Regions from separate parts of the Bicyclus anynana genome. Here region 1 is linked to region 2. A link is a contact called in public Hi-C data. All regions are on one chromosome and are shown on one strand. The core of a region is the stretch at or near the end of the contact, and the rest is flanking DNA. Distances in the headings are between cores, read along the strand shown.

Region 1 (6,155 bases), core at 473-2,972, 100 kb after region 2:
ATTATTATAATTATCGCGTCGGACGGACAGACGCCCGGGGCAGACGAAATCGCTGTAAATCCTATACATATATACTTACGTTATAGCTGGTTGATTCGACCCATTCAGGATTTTTATTGTTTTCTTTTTTTTTTATTTATAATAGACTTGCGCTTGACTACAATCATGCCTGGTGGAAAGCAATGATGAGGTCGAGGTTGGAGCGCATTTGCCTAGAAAATACCTATTCATTCTTGTCTTGAAGGTGCACAAATCATAAGTGTTAGGAAACACATCTTCGCTTTTCTTAATAGAAACGTCGATGCGAAACGTTTTGTGCGAGTCGACAGGACATTGACAACAAAAGGATGCCAATTCTTGTCATAATAGGTAACAAAAAATGGCATAAGCTGAAGGTCAAAAGTAAAAACTGCTTACGCGTTTTTTCCCTCAGTGGCAGTAAGTTTTCGGCGCTCCTAAAATGATTACTTTGAGGATCAAGTTAAACCACTGCCTAAGAAAGAGCGTGAAAAAATGGTCTACCGAGCGAGCCTTTGCAGCGCAGATTACTGCAGCTTTGAAGAGGCATATTAATTAGTTGTTCTAGATTTGTTTATTGAGTTTTTAGAGGCATGCAAATATGGACATTTTCCAAATATTTTTATTTTCAGTTGACAAAATTGCGGAAAATTGGACGCCGTTCTCTTTTTAGAGTTTGGTGCTAAAGAAATTTTATAATAATAAATACATGAGACCACGTGTTTGTGTCTTCAATGCACTGATCAAAATTAATTTGAATTTTGAAAAAAATTTTTGAGTTAACCAAATCAAAATAACAGAACACAATAAACAAGGCACTTGGTTCTTATGGGACATGAATAAGATAGCATTACACTGTTTTAGTAAAGTGAATTTTATCAATGTCTAATGCAGAGTCAGTTACGGGAATGACGGACGGATTAAAAATAGATTAGATGGTGATTTTTTCTCAGTTATTTATAACCACTTTGAGTTGTCGTAAATTTGAATCAAATTGCATAATTGGTGGTATGGCCTTTTGTTGGTATGAAACTATTTTGAACTTTATCGTGTAATTAATAGAGTATAGTTTTGTATGCTAATGCTTTTTTTTATAATTAAATGCAGATATGGAAAGGTATTGTATCAAATTATAGACTGTCTTAGATTTAGCTTGAGGGTTTCAATATTGTAAAAAGGGTGCCTGATTGTGGTACGATACAAGTTGTACGCGGTAATCGAACCCGCTATTTGTATACCTAATAACCGCAAAAACCTTAGAGCTATTGAAGCGCTAAATCTAAATTTATCAATAAAGTGTAAAAAGCCGTTTTTAAAGAAATTAAAAATTCATTATTATTTTGAATGATATATTTGAATGATATATTTAGTTTACAAACACATTTGAAACGTTAGGTTTGTTTGTCTGTTTGTTTTGACTTACCTTCACTCGCACCTTATTTCTGATACGACATAAAGTTTGCGTCCGACTATACCTACCTACAGATTAACTTAGATTGATAATTAATTTTTTTTTTTAAACAAATATCATCCAAACTAAATGTACTTGAGGCAAAGCTTTTTGCTTGTAAAAAAGAAATTAACCCTTGCACAGTAAAAGTGAAACCAACACAATAATGGGTCTCTCGTCATGACGTTGTCGCGCTCACTCCGACCGGAACTCGCACGCACCTGTATCCGGCGTCACTTCCGGCGACATGGCGGCGCAGTGCACGAGCGAATATACATCTATAAACCTACCAGTCATCATTGTCAGACTATTATAACGGCCTACTACAAGGCTAGGCCTCCCTCCTTTTTTAGGAGGGGATATGGAGCGTGGAGGTCAGTATTTTTTTCATTTTGTACCTTATTGATAATGACTGAAATCAACGGTTTAGCTTTTTTTATTTTTTATTCTTTATATGTTAGCCCTTGACTACAAACTCACACGATGGCAAGTAATGATCCAATCTAAAGTGGAAGAGGGGTAACTTGTTAGGAGGAGTTGAAAATCCACACCCCTTTCGGTTTCTACGTGACATCGTACCGGAACGCTAAATCACTTGGCGGTACGTTTTTGCCGGTAGGGTGGTACCTAACTAGCCATGGGCGAAGCCTCCCACCAGCCAGACCTGGACCAATTAAGAAAACCCCAATCGGCCCAGCCGGGGATCGAACCCAGAATCTCCGTCTTGTAAAGTGTGAGTTTTCACTTCCAGAGACATGCGGTGTACCTTCTTAGCTTCAACAATCCCAGAACTGAGAATTTTGAGAAGACAGAAAATACCGACTTGGGATTCGAACCTAATAAAAAAAAAACATATTTACAAAAATAATATCTTTAGAACTATTTATTAATAAACATATACTGCCATCTATTGTACAGTAGAAGAAACAGAATTTCTTTCTATTAGCTGCTAGGTGGCGCTTTATCATAAAATGTTTACCTATAATTATATAATTATATATTGTTGTTGATAGGTAATAGGTACGACGTTTTAAACCTTTCAGACAAACTCAAACAACCTAGAATAGCTTAATACAATAGTCTAATCGAATTAGTGATGTGATGTGCCGAAACTTATGTGTATTTGCGGATATAGGTATACCTTGTATATACTCGGATATACTTAATCAATAATCATACTTATAAAACGATTTGTATACGAATACAAACATTAGTCTCACGTTTCTAGTCTAAAGTGATCTGTGGTCTCACGATCCGTGGATACCGATCTTAACTTTCTTACGTGATCATTTCAACCAATCCCAACCATCAAAAATCAAAATATAACTAAAGCTATACACCAACAAGTTATTTTATACTGTTGTCTAGCCGATGTTGGTAGGTATCTAAATATTAAAAGAAAAGGGGAGTAGAGCGGATAAAAACACACATTTTGTATTATATGAAGATATTATATTTTCAAAGAACATGTACCTTATATTTTCAGCATAGTTTCGGTCAATACAACGTGTGAAACAGCGACCCACGGCTTAATACCATTATAATAATAATAACAAGTAACTAATATCATTTTAATACCATTATTATTGTGATCATACAATTTTCTACACACTTGATTCAATACAAAAAATTAAGCTGCAACGCTGAGTTGACAACGGATTTTTTTAAATTTAAAATTCGAACACATTCGAAATTCCGATTTCAACGGAGCCTTGCAGCTTGTCTATGCCCAACCTACCATTAATACAATATACCTACTAAGTTTCAGCGACATGTATCAAGTATAAAAAGCCAGTTTGCCAACTCCATTTATTATTTTAAACTGTTTATTTAGTTTTCCAGCATAATTGTTGAAGAATTGACAGCTTAACGGCTAAGAAGGACGATGGCCATTTTGGACCCGAAAACTGATAACCCACTGTTACAAAAAAAGACTTTCTAATGATCGTTTCAGAACGGAAATTTAGATATTTCAAAAGATTAATTATAAGCTTTACGTAATCAGTTTTTATGTAATATTTTCATAGCTTTACACATATACTAACTATTATTATTGAGAAAGTGGCCATGGTCCTTGTAATAGTAAAATAGCATAAATTGAGATCTTTCGATGTTATTATTATAATTCGGCTCCAATAAAATCCAATTTATGAAATTGGGAAAATGGCGTTATTTAAAGCTTTTGCCTAAAACAGCAATAATAAAAATATGATATTATAATAACATTTTATTAAGGATTTAATTTGACTAGGCTAAACTTATTACCACAGTTTAGATACTAACAGTAGGTCAACTTTATACGATTTCTAGTCAATGTAGAAGAATTATTACAATTTATTTTTAAAATTTTCTCACTATTATCTTGATTTGTTAAGCTTAATGGTTAAGGCATGAATTTAATAACAGTTACGAATAAACTGGCATGAATAGAAATACCACTGTTTTTTATTCTTAAAACTTAATAAAATAATACTATGCACATTGACATTTTCGTATGAATTGTAACCACTGTTCGTATTAACTATTCCGTGTCAAATACTTAGGAGTAAATAATATTCACAAATTGGATTTCTTACACGCCGATCATCGCATCACAAACGCGATGCAGTTGTAAAGACATATATAAAAGCTCAAGATACATATTCGATATAAAATACGGTATTCAGCTGCCGAAACGGAAAGTGGCTATTTATTCCCGCGAATTCACAAAAGTTTTCAACAACTTTCATTCAACGTGTTTAACAATGAGCGGACGTTCAGCTATCAAAATCACATCTCACATTTAAACAAAATCAATTTCCTTATTTTATAAGGCAGTGCTTTTGTCGAGTGTAAAGGCGTTGTTTCTATACGATAGCGTACTAATCTCATAGACATATAAAATGTAGGCCGTACAAGTTTGACAGGGATAACGGGTTAGTAATGGACAAAATAGTTCAGCATAATTAGTTTTTCTTCTTCTGTTTTTTCCAGTCGGTTTTTTGTTTAGTAGCTACTGACAAGCTTTAGAGTTTAGAACGATAAATGAAAATTTTGTATCTTTTTTTCAGAAATTTTCTTGGGCTAATTTCGTCTATTAGGCCAATATTAGTAATTATTATTATTGCCAAAATTGATATTTTACAGTAAGGCCTTATCTAAATATAGGCAATTGAACTGTGGTATATCCTGTATAACCAGAATTATCAGCGTCCCTGAAACGGCGAAAAATATTTAAAATAAATCTGCGACTTTTTCCCGCCTGCCATATTTCCCCATAAAGTGCACACTATCGAATTGAGTCAATATAATCCGAATAAGTATTCATTAGTGCAAATGTGGCCTTAATGTCTGATTAAATTACAACTAAGAACTTGGATACTGGTCTACTGTATGTAGTGGACTGTGACCCATTTTAAAAGTTAAATTATTCGGCACATTTGTTCAAAGACGTTTCAGAAGAAATGTTTTTATGACAATTTACGCAGCCTAAAAAGTTCAGCAATTCTATTTTCCCGCGGTTTGAAGTTGAGTTACAGGTTTTAATGAAAATTCCAGAGTCCAAGTCTTAATACGGCAAATTTGGTTTCATTCTATACGTCTATGCCATTTATAAAGTAATGATATGCCAACTGTTCGCTTCGGAGGCCATAATTTGTGCTTGATATGTAAAAGTATTACAAAAAACTACTTGAGTATTTTTAATTATTTGCAGTTCCATATTGTAAACAAAATTGTGTTTCACTAAACATACTAGCTAAGCCTTGAAAAATTGCTTTAACATAAACGTGTAAGTTAACGCAGACCACCGATTATCAATCATCGATTTTATTCAATCACCGATTTTCTTCAATAGCCGATTTTATTCAATCACCGATTTATTTGATGACCGCGTTCTGATTTTGCATACTCTAATAACTTGACCATTACTTTTGGCATGAGGTATGTAGATATAACGGATATACAGCGGATTTGTTAATGTACTCGTAACTGAAATATTATAATACATTTAATAATGTAATTACTAATTTTATAAAGTGTTTGTGTTAAAAATGTCGTTTTATTTTTTTATAGATAGATTACAATCGGTTGCCTGCGCTAGGTCTGACTCTTTGGTACGCATCTATATTATTGAGTAATAACTATATATTTTAAGTAAATAACAATAACTATTATCATTTGGAAAGGACAATGGGTATAGGTTACACCCAGTCACCCAATAAAACAATAACTTAATAATTAATATTTATTCTAAAACAATATAACAAGATTAGGAGGTAATTTTAAATAATAATAATAATTAGGAAGCCGTAAAAAATGTTCATTTAATTACTTTTTTATTAGGATAAAAATAGACACTGAGTGTACATACTTTTTCTAGAAGATTAAATTATTGCTCTATATAGGTATACATTTTTTATTATAATTTAACAATTGGATATCTATAAATTATAAAATATTATTAAACTTGGTTCCATATCAATCGAATCTGTGTGTTTACGTCTTTGAGACCTTTACTATTACGAAAACTAAGTATTAAGAAAAAATAAAGGAAATTGAAAAAGAAAATTTATATTTAGGAACATTTAACAATAATAAAAGAAAAAAAATTGTCTTTGGTCGTACGGCGGTTTTTGAACGCGAATTGGTGGTTGTTTTTTATTAAAAGTAATATCTCCTCTTTATTACAGGCAAAGGTCTTGAACTA
Region 2 (5,589 bases), core at 1,879-4,378:
CAGAAGTTATTAAAACAAATAATACATAAATATTGTCTACAATGTCGATGTCGATGTCAATGTACTTAAATATATAATGTAAGTAAATACTAAATATATGCACATGGGCTCAGTGGACTAGCTAAATTTGGATCACTTTTTGCCGTAACTTAGTAGGGACGTAAAATATCTATAATATAAAATATCGCTGTACGGTAAGAGGTACTTGTACCACGAGTAACCATAGCAACACCACTATATAGCATCTTGCTTCTAATGTTACCTGCCGAACGACTATCATTTTGTTTCAACTCACTTTCCGAGGTCTATGATGAGGTTGGTATAAGTACAAAAATTCCAAAAAAGCTGAAACCCAGAAAAGTATTGTAAATAAATATTTAGTTCTATCAAAAATCGATAGAATGCTTTTTAAGATGTGTAGATATAAAATTGTGTCCCTATAAAATTATAATTGTAAATCTATTTCTCAACGGTTAAAAAAAACGTAATTTCAAAAACAGAACGAGTCAAGTGGAACGGCCGGCTCTACTGCACGCACGACGTTCCACACGCACACACTCACAACAGCTGATTTACATTTTATGTTTACTCATTCCAATATCATACAAATTTAAACCATAAAATAATGAAAATACGTTTCATATTTCATTGAAGTGTCATTGTTATCTGCTTTAAAATGCAGATGATTTTCAACTCAATTGCATTGTCATAAGATATATATTTCAAAGTCGATAACAAATTCGATGATTCTGTGAATAGTCCATATTGCTAATCTATTTTCTGCTTTATTATTAAGCACAGTAAGTGTATTTTTGCTTAATTTTTATATGCTTCCTATTCTGTTATGTTAAAACAAAATTGTCTGTGTGTGAATCACACTGTAGGTAGGTATACCTGTATTATAATTTAAACATGGCCGACTTATTTTTATTTTGTTTTTTAATAATAATTATAAAGCCGGTAGGTGCCTTATGGAATATTAACCATAGTGGTATGGAAATGTTTATTTTAATTTTAAATAAGTAGTTTGCCGTTATCCTTAATGGACCGAAAGACTGCAATAGACATAATCTCATTTTAGGAAGGTTGAAAGGAGAATGCCGTCTTTTGTATGGAAACTCGGCTATAATAATAACTATACTGCGTCTCAAAGTCACTGCAATACATTAAAATGTGCCTAGAAATATGTTTTGAAAAAATAAACAAGATACTCGACGGGAGTTTGTAATAATCTGACTTTTAAGTTAGCTCTTTTGGAGGTTATTTTTTGCAAATCTCTCAGTAATTACGTATCACTATTTTTACTATAAGATAAAAACATTTCAAAACAGTTCAAAGTATTTGTTTATAGCTGTACCTAAATCATATGTATAAAAGACGTAACTGTAAATAATATAATACTTATACATATAATAATTTAGTTACGTTTTTTAGGTATGGTGACTTTGAAAGATGGCAGGTTTCAAGGGTCCAGTCAATGACATTTTATACTAAAGACATGTTACGCGCCTACAAAATCACCGCAAAAAAGTGATCCGAATTTAGTTACTCCATTGAGCGCACACATGCACAATTTTGAGTTTAAGTACTTATATATTTATGTATATTTTATACTTAGGTATATTATATATTTATTATTTATGTACATAGTTTTTAATTCGCGTACAAGTAGGTATACCTATACAAAAAATAACACAGACTCGAAAAGAACCGCCTTCTATTTTTAAAGTCGGTTTAAAAATACGTTTTAGGTGGACGTTTGTGTGATTGGACTGGACCAAAGAGCCAAAGACTATAAATATAATAGAGATATTATAAAATCTATCTTACTTACTAGTGCGTCGTAACTGAGGCGCACCATGGTGGCTAATTGTCTTAATTTCATTTAGTCGCATAGTAAACTAATCAAACATTTTTTATACTGCAAATTACAGGAACTATAATTTGCAGTATAAAAAATGTTATAAAGGTATGCAACATTATCTATATCTATTTAATTGTCTATAATCTCAGATTTCATCTACAACTCTCATTCAACATATTTACGTATTTAGGTACCAATAATTACGGTTCTTATGGATACTAGTAGACTAAGCAATAGTGCTGGAGATCAATAAATAATCTAAGTACCCTAGTAAGTAGAGAAATTAAAAAGCAAACCTCGTAAAAAACTTAAATTTTAAGTAGCTTACGCCGCGGTTCCTTTCTGGGCCGATTCAATTCGAATTTCGAATATGATATTCAGCCAGCAACCGGTTGCCCTTGTAATAGTTGGCTGATGTTATCAGGCGCCCAGTTTGTGTGACCCGTGTCATAGCTCCGCAGTTTCCTTATGTCATACTCATAGAGGCTGTCGCGGCCAGAGATAGGGCTCTTGATAAAGTGGTCCTAAGCCGTCGGCAAGTGCAACGCGAACGAAAATATACGGCGCGCTGAGTTGTTTTGCCGCCTTATCACTGTGGTCATAGAATATACGGTGGAAATACGAACAGTTTCATGCCTAAAGGTTCAAGTTCTAAGCGAGCTTGATTGTAAGGTCAGTTACATACACTAGGTACATGATAGATTACATTAATTAAGAATGATTTTTGTTCTTCCTTAATTTTCAAAATTGATGTTAAACATAATTACTGCATAGGTTACGTATGTAAAATAATTATTAACGAAGTGAAATAAATATCCGAAGAAATAATGGAAATGCTATGTGTTATACTAAGTACATACGTTTGATTATTATTATGACTCAATCGTCTTAATTACTCGAAAAAATCGTCATGCAATTTTGCATAAGCTTTATCAGGAGTAGGTACAGAAAAGAACAAACTATATTTCGTTAAAACAAAATTTACTGATCCCGAAGGATAGAAAGAAATTATGACAGTTGATCATATCAAATGAATTTAATTGCTTGTAAGTGTTAGAGCTACAAATCTAAATTAAAGTAACATACTTCGATTACTATAGTAGATATTATGAGAAAAATGCTTTTATTTAAATGCGATAAAATAGAATACTTTCGTTGCAAATATAGGTTGTGTAATGTGTAATATCTGTAGACTGCATATTCTGTGAGACGGGCGTAGCGGGCCGCGCGGGACGAAGGCGGGCTCTCGGCCCGCCAACTTAAAAATGCCGCCGCAGAGCCTCCGAATCGATACGTCGCGCGTCACGTGCCGCCGAGCGCGACCAATAGCGAGCGAGCGGCGGGCGGGGGCCGCTCTCCGCCGCCAGTGCACGTCTGAATGCCGAGCGGGACGGTCGCTCGCTCGCTTCCCGCTCGATTTCACCGAAAACCGGTCCGTTGCGATGTGTATTGCCATAGTGTAGTGCGATGAGTGCGTGGACGGAGGAAGTGTTGTCCTGGCGCGACGACCGGCTCGGCCTGACCGAGCTGCCGAGCACGACGAGGCGGAAGAATCGCACCGCGCCTTACAGGCTCCACCGGCCGCACTTACCAGCGGCGCACGTCCCCGAGCCCGCGCCAGAGCAAGGCACCCACATCTCGCGGCTCTACCCCGAGCTGCTGGCGCTGATATTCGAGCGGTTGCCGGTGCGGGACAGGGGACGGGCGGCTCAGGTGTGCCGCGCGTGGCGCGACGCGGCCGACCGGCGCTCCGTGTGGCGCGGAGTGGAGGCCGCCTTGCATCTGAGGAGGCCGGCGCCCGTGCTGTTCGCTTCCCTGGCGAGACGAGGCGTGCGGAAACTACAGGTTCTGTCCCTGCGGCGCGGCCTCCGAGATGCGGTCGCCGCTTTACCCGGCCTGGAGTCCCTGTCTCTCAGCGGCTGCTACAGCGTCACCGATGCGGCACTCGCAAGCGCCTTCGCGGCTGAACTACCAGCGCTCCGACGGTTAGATCTCTCGCTGTGTAAACAGGTCACGGATTCATCCCTCGGCAGAATAGCGCAGTCATTAAAGAATTTGGAAGAGTTGGAACTGGGCGGCTGCTGCAATATAACCGATACAGGACTACTCTTAATCGCGTGGGGTCTGCGGAAATTGCGCCGTCTGAACCTGAGGTCGTGCTGGCATGTGAACGATGACGGCATAGCGCACCTGTGCGGCGGCGGGGAGGCGAGAGGGACCCCCGAGTTGGAGCATTTGGGACTACAAGACTGCCAGAGGTTGACGGACGAAGCATTGAAGCACGCCGCTACGGGGCTTCCGAAACTGAAGTCGATCAACCTGTCGTTTTGCGTGGCGGTGACTGACGCCGGGTTGAGGCATTTAGCTCGACTCTCGCATTTAGAGGATGTCAATCTGAGGGCGTGCGATGGGGTGTCCGACGCCGGCGTCGCTCACCTGGCGGAGAGCGGAAGACTGAGGGCTCTAGACGTGTCGTTCTGCGACAAAGTCGGGGACGAGGCCCTCTCGCACGCGACGTTGGGGCTGTCGGGGCTCCGCTCGCTATCGCTGAGCGCCTGCCGCTTGACCGACGAAGGCCTCGAGAGAGTCGCGAGGCTGTCGCAGCTGGAGACGCTCAACATCGGACAGTGCACGCGCGTCACCGACCGAGGCCTGCGCGCGCTGGGGGAAGGCCTCCGCAACCTGAAGGCGATAGACCTGTACGGATGCACGTGCATCACGCCGCAGGGCTTGGACCATATCGTGAAGTTGCCGCGGCTCAGTGTACTCAACCTCGGGTTGTGGCATGTGCGGTGACCACCACACTAGTCTGTGTTGTGTTGTGAGTGTGTGAGTGCGACGCCATGTTGAACTGAAGGAACCGTCAAGGTTGTATACTGGACAGCGATTATGGAATTAACCAATTATAAGATATTAATAGTTAGGAAACGGGGTTGCTTTCTCGTTCTGTTTTTAGCAAGTTGAGTTATCGTTGGATGATTGTTGGAAATGAACTGTGATTTTTTTTAATGTCCGTTTTAGTTGAGTTATTGAGTTATTGTAAGAAGGTTGCCCCGACGCCTAGTCGCAATAAAAGCTAGATCTTTTTGTCGCATATATATTTGTATTCAAACTATGTCTTACATGTATTATTGTTAAAAGCTGTCTATTTTTCTGGATTTCCGGAAGTAATGAACAAGAATATCGACTCATTGAGTCGGACACTAAGTAATTCTTGCGTTAGTTAAAGTATAATAAGTACCTACCGAATTAGTATGACTATTATACATAAAATGTACCTACCTACTTTATTTGTCAAAAGCAATTTGTTAGCGATTACGAAAAGGTCTAGTTTTTTTATTATAATTGCTCCATTAGGTAGATACTTAGCCATTCTTCTAATTATTATTATTTTTAATTCGACCATGCGCATTGGGAAATAGCAATTTGTTAATGTTTCCTCAATAAGTATGTTTGGTGGCACTGATGTTCAGAAAGCTGTTACGATCAAAATATCTGTATATTCATCTATATTAATAAATATTGTATAATATGTATGTTTGTATATTGATTTAAATGTTACATTCCATATTGCTAGCTAAGTAGAACTTCTTATGTCAGCCAAAGTAGATCAAGTAATCCAAAAAGTAAATTTGAGTAATCTTACATGCCTGTAGTGTTAATGGCTTGACGTCCGATAAAATTGATTGTGTGTTGGTCGCGATCTGCATGATGTCATGCGCATC

The links. Hi-C and Micro-C count contacts between places; a contact is called where the count stands out from the background.
Region 1: a Hi-C map of whole larva shows a contact between it and region 2, with 4 times the contacts expected there. The contact joins the enhancer-like site here to the promoter of LOC112045427 in region 2. A contact is called at or near these places in 2 of 2 Hi-C or Micro-C datasets (whole body and whole larva).

The regions. Positions count from the first base shown.
Region 1 is chr2:2,804,624-2,810,778 of ilBicAnyn1.1, forward strand. LOC128198848 (ELKS/Rab6-interacting/CAST family member 1-like) reads right to left here. Exons shown (of 5, transcript XM_052886177.1): 5 at 2,905-6,155. Among protein-coding and RNA genes, the nearest start is that of LOC128198848, 8.1 kb to the right of the region's middle. Within about 2 kb of position 1,723, at least 8 of the 8 cell types and tissues checked have open chromatin away from gene starts, as enhancers often do.
Region 2 is chr2:2,701,748-2,707,336 of ilBicAnyn1.1, forward strand. It overlaps LOC112045427 (F-box/LRR-repeat protein 14), which reads left to right and starts at 3,129. Exons shown (of 1, transcript XM_024081596.2): 1 at 3,129-5,589. The coding sequence starts at 3,332. The coding sequence ends at 4,660.